Regions from separate parts of the Mus musculus genome. Here region 2 is linked to region 1. A link is a contact called in public HiChIP or PLAC-seq data. All regions are on one chromosome and are shown on one strand. Each heading gives the region's core, a stretch centred on a gene start, on an enhancer-like site or on the middle of the called end of the contact. The rest is flanking DNA. Distances are from core to core; before and after follow the strand shown.

What was found. HiChIP or PLAC-seq counts read pairs in DNA pulled down with a chosen protein or histone mark.
Region 2: an H3K4me3 HiChIP or PLAC-seq map of intestinal villus epithelium shows a contact between it and region 1, with 3 times the contacts expected there. The contact joins the enhancer-like site here to the promoter of 2010016I18Rik in region 1. A contact is called at or near these places in 2 of 39 promoter capture datasets (macrophages and neutrophils), 1 of 15 datasets of contacts at CTCF or cohesin (large pre-B cells), 7 of 484 Hi-C or Micro-C datasets (B cells, CD8 T cells, centrocytes and 3 more), 6 of 115 datasets of contacts at active chromatin or transcription factors (CD8 T cells, the SCID.adh cell line, bone marrow-derived macrophages and 3 more) and 2 of 9 other capture datasets (adipose tissue and pancreatic islet).

The regions. Positions count from the first base shown.
Region 1 is chr3:106,484,641-106,487,181 of GRCm38.p6, forward strand. It overlaps 2010016I18Rik (RIKEN cDNA 2010016I18 gene), which reads right to left and starts at 1,273. Exons shown (of 2, transcript NR_033207.1): 1 at 1,164-1,273. Dennd2d (DENN/MADD domain containing 2D) reads left to right here and starts at 1,400. Exons shown (of 12, transcript NM_028110.2): 1 at 1,400-1,680; 2 at 2,233-2,408. The coding sequence starts at 1,593.
Region 2 is chr3:106,526,951-106,529,491 of GRCm38.p6, forward strand. The region is part of intron 4 of Cept1 (choline/ethanolaminephosphotransferase 1); the gene reads right to left. Among named protein-coding and RNA genes, the nearest start is that of Dram2, 20 kb to the right of the region's middle. Within about 2 kb of position 1,276, at least 10 of the 459 cell types and tissues checked have an H3K27ac peak or open chromatin away from gene starts, as enhancers often do. A contact at or near this core is called in intestinal villus epithelium and liver, where this site is marked.

The DNA of each region.
Region 1 (2,541 bases), core at 23-2,522:
CTCGCCACCCATCCCACTCCACCCACTACCTCTTCCTACCGGGAGATGTTTACTGTGTAATACACCAGAAGGCCTGAGCCTGGATTTGGAACTTTTTATGACGTTCACTTTGTACAGATCCTGTTCATTTTCAATTGCCTCCGAGTGACTTAATGCCTCGGTTTTCCTTTCTGTACTAGGCATGCTCTTGCTCCGTAAGGCAACCAGTAAAGATTATGCAACATGTCTATACAGGCTACAAGTAAGACACAAGTACTTTCTGTGGTGTCTTGCTTCCCCGTTCTCAAGATCCCAACTCTCATCATCTGTACTATGATTGCTGCTTCCGCCACAAGTCAATGTTGGGTTTCTGAGTCCTGCATTTTACCAGTGCCACAGTTTCAGTGCTCTTAGGAGTAGGGTGACAGCCTTCCTTCTTACCATAGCAACACACTCCCTCCCAGAGGGCTGCTAATTCTTTGCAGGAGTGGCAGACACAGGCACCAGATCCTTTTACTTCTTCCCTCCCCATTAAGTTACTTCTGGGCAAAGTCTCCTTCCTCTTATCCTGTACATTTCCTTATTCAGGACTTTCTGTTTAATAACCCAGGGTATCAGCGACTACTTTTCTCCTCTTCCTCAATCTCTAGACATAGTACTGGGCCTGCTGTTTAGCTTGTCCTGGCCCAACCAGAGGAAAGGCTGAGCAGGGGTAGGGGAGGGGTGAAGATGCTCTGTACCCCTACAGCTGCTGATGCAACTAGGCTCCTACTCTAAGCTGGGGACGATTTCCCGAGTCATTGCTTCCTTTTAGTAAAGATGGTGAGAGAAAGGATTCTTCCGGAACCCTGGAATAGTGAGAGAGATTTATGCCTTAGATCAGGAAAGATTGCCAGGGAGGAGTGGGTGAAGTAATCACCTTCACAGCTATTCTGTATATCTGGGCCTCTCAGAGGTGGGCCTCTCCTGTTACAAGTTATTAGTACATTTAGAGAATGAGTGGGCAAGTCTACTTATCTGAATCAGGGCAATCTGGCATCTTGGCTGCAAGAAGTGTTCAGTCCTGGGTTCCTGAAGATCCTTGATGTTTTAGATTCGCCAGTTGGCCTGGTGGGACTTTGCAGCTCCCGACGATTGCTTGAAAAGGTGATCGTGAGCAGTGGAGGATGAGGGATGTAAAATACCTGTGCTGTGCCCCACGAGGCACTGGAGTCCATAGTCTGATCTTCACAGGCATCCCTCGCTGCCTGGGTTTGTAAATAAACTCACCACATGGTCTGCAAGCACTGGAATTGAAAGCCCTTGGCCCAGAAGCAGCTGTGCCTTGAGATGTTTGCTCATGACCTTTTCTGTTACCACACCCTGGGGCTCTTGGGAGGAGCCAAGAGCTGAGTTGTAGTGCCAGGATGCTGCTTCTGTCAGTGCCCACACTAAGCTGCCTCGTGGGTCCTTTCACATCCTTCTTGCTCAATTACGGAGTACACAGGATGGAAACTGCTCTCTGCCTTTGGGAGACAGCGTGTGGCTCAGCTCAATAAAGTTGTGATTGGAGACCAAGGCAGAAGGCACTTTCTCAGGCTTTCTGTGGCCAGCCTGAAGGAGAAAGAACATCCATGCCCCCAAAGCTCAGAATGATGGAAGGACAAGGGGTAGGCCGAACCCTCAGGCTGCTCCGAAATCGCTTGCCACGACTTCGAGCAGGTCAGAACTGGATTGCCTACTTCCTTTTTCGGATGATCTTTTTATGGGCTGATTCCTGCTGTAGTGATCCTCTTTTTCCTTTATATGCTCAAACCCACATGGCCCCCATGTGGTCAAGCCAGGAGGATTGCCTTATCAGTTTGCAGAGCTAGTCCCGTCTGTTGCAGAGGTCTTGCTATAATTACCAAAAAATGCCCTATGGGTCTACTCTGATTATTTAGTGCAAATTTACTCAGGGCTCACAAAATACCCAGAACTGTTGCATCAGGCAGACTATACAGTGTCAGGCATCAGGCCTCCAAGAACCTCCACAGCATGGCATGGCTCCTCGGTTCTACATCAGTGTTTTCTTTTCTTCCTGTGTCACTCCACAGTTTCAAGTTTCCCAGGGCAGGTATGGAAATTGCCCCCTTGGCTCTGATCCTGCCTGGTGGTGCCTGGTCAGGCTTGGCACTGTAGCCTTGAGGCATGGTTGTTGCCCAGATTCTCGCTCGCACTACAGAATGGAGGAGTGGAAAGAATACTCAAGAGACCCTTGCATCTCCATTTTAGGACAATCCCAGAACAATCCTGGGGAAGCTGTCACAGAGCCAGAAAGGATCCAGGAGCATTCTCCATCTAGCTTTGCTGGAGGCCAGCACTTCTTTGAATACCTTCTTGTTGTTTCTTTAAAGAAAAAGCGTTTAGGGGATGACTATGAGCCCACGATCACTTACCAGTTTCCCAAGGTAAGGATGGAGGGAGAAGTGGGGCCTGAGGATGGAGGTGGGAGGACGAAGGTGTGTTTAAAAGGTAATAGAGGAGTTCTATGTCTTACCACGCTGCCTGGGCTCTAGCCCTGAGCTCACTGCTCTAGTTTCC
Region 2 (2,541 bases), core at 26-2,525, 42 kb after region 1:
TTAAAATCTATTTTAAAAAATGATTTATTATATTTAGAGGCTAGAAGGTGTCAGATCCCATGGAGATGAAATAAAAGGTGGCTGTCAGCTGCCAGGCAGAAGTGCTGGGAACCAAAACTTGGTCCTCTGAAAGAACAGCAGACACTTGTAACCACTGAGCCATCTCTTTAGCCTTTATGAATTAAATGTTTTCTCTATTTGTTCAAGATACTATGAACTTAAAATAGGAACTAAAAATAATGAGACTAAGAAGAACAAAAATGTCTTTTTCTTAATTTTTTGTTCAGTTTTTTGAAAGAGTCTCCCTATGTAGCCCAGGCTAGCTCTGATCTTCCACTATTCTTCCCTCAGCTACTAAAGCTCTGGCATGCACCACCATGTCCATCTCCCCAAGCTTCTTATTTGGAAAACATTCTACTTTATAAAGTACTGAGAACATAAACATCTGAATTTATTACATGCAAAAGAGACATGTTAAGGATCCCTTTCACCCATTTATAAATGACACTAAAACAATTCAAATAAAAGTATTCAAAAGTAGTATTTCTCAAGTTAAGGTGGCTTTCATTTTCCCTAAGAAAAACTAGAAAGAAGCCATATATAAAAATGTCTTTAGTTAAACCAGAGCTGAGAATTGACCTTGTTCTTTGTTAGTCAAAAAGAATATTTTCTCTTTCATGTATACAAAACTGACTGAATTTAATCTATCCTATACTTAACTATATATGGTACTGAGAAAAACATGTGAACTCCAGTAGTACTGGGGAGGGGGGATTTATGTATTTTCTATCCTCTAGTATACTGTTCTGTTTTATTTTGCTCTGTTTTGATGAGTAGCTAGTTAGGTGTAAAGTACTAATGGCACTTTTCCATGCATATTGTCGTAGCTCAGTTTTACTTTAAAAAGGCATTTCATTGTTACTTCAAAATATACTTGTACAGTTTTTCTTATGGTATCTGATTTAAATTTAGGTGTTTGCTTTGGCCTTGATACTACAAGTTATTTTACTAAATTAATTATTAACAATGTTAGGGATTGAACCTGGGACTTCAGGTATACTAGACAAGCTTTCTACCACTCAGTTATATATATGCCTATCCTAGAATACTTACAGTCTTACATCTCAATCTATCTTGCTACACAAATCATTCTTATTTTCTCCGTTTCTTGGTAATTTCTAGTAATTTCTATGGCATGTGTAATTTGTGTGTGTTGTGTGTCCTTTGTCCTCTCCTCTATGTATTTTATGAGTAATGTGATAGAGATTGTAATGAAACATTAACTTATTTATCCTGCTACAATCTAGCCCTTACTTCACCACTACACAGAAACTACTATGGATCATTCATATTGCCAAATTCATAATACATTTTTCTACTCTCGTGAATCCTGGCAGCTCCAAACATCATTTGTTCTTAAAGTTCATGAATCTCCTGGCTTTTCATTCCAACAAGAAGCCTCCCATTTTGGTTGTTCAAAGAAGGTTATTCACAGCTTTCTTTCCAAGCCCACTTCCTAAGTTTTCTGCCATTCTTATGTCTGCCATCCCGTACAGACATTTTTTTCTGGATAGAATTTGCCACTTAAGTAGGTTTCTTCTCCTGAGGTGCCTTTCTACACTTTCCATAAAACCTCGCAATGAAGGGAAGTTGTGGAGACATCAGTGTAGTATCTGTACTTTTATTCATTCCATACACCTAGATAAATAGTGTCTAGCTCTGAACTCTTTGACCATCAACCCCTTTCCATACAAGAACATTGCTCCTGGGTTAATATAGGCTTTGCAGCACCTCAGGTTAATTGTACTGATGCTTACTGGGGGTCTTTTTGCTTTTGTTACAGTTAACCCTAGTTTACTCTCTGCCATGCTGCCAGATCTTTCTAAGGTATTTCTTGTCATTTCCTAGCTTTAGGTCTTACAAAAGTTCCTTGCAGATCAGGATAAAAACCAAATTTCTTGGCAAAGTAGAAAAAGCAAGATTTTCTGGGTCTTCATTAGTCTTATCTCTGCTATTCCCTTACAGTCATCTTATGATCTAACATGGGACTGCACAGTTTTCCAAGTAAGAACTTTATCACAGGCAGTTCTAAGACTGCAAGGTATAAAGCTGTGATATTAAACTGTTCCTAGGACTACTGCCCATTACTGGTTTTGTTGTTTGTTTACTACTTTCATGCTGAATTCCCTTTCTCTTTGGTTACCACACCATAGAGCTGGCACAGCATTTCTTGAAAGGGAAAGAGAAAACTGAACAGAGACTGGTTTGTAACTAAGTTGAAGTTACATCCAACACAGGTTCAGTACCCAAAATATACATACCCCCACTCTCACCCCCCCCCCACTGTCCAAAGGACAAAACAACACCCAAAACCCTGAGACCATAAGAAATGAACCATGAAGGATGTGAAATCTAGATAGAAAACATCATGGCATTTCTGAAAACCCAGTAGCACTTAAACTTAATACTGAATTATGAAAAAACAAATGATCTTAGAATTTTTAACATTTTGTGGTTTTACCTAAAGCACAAGATGACTGT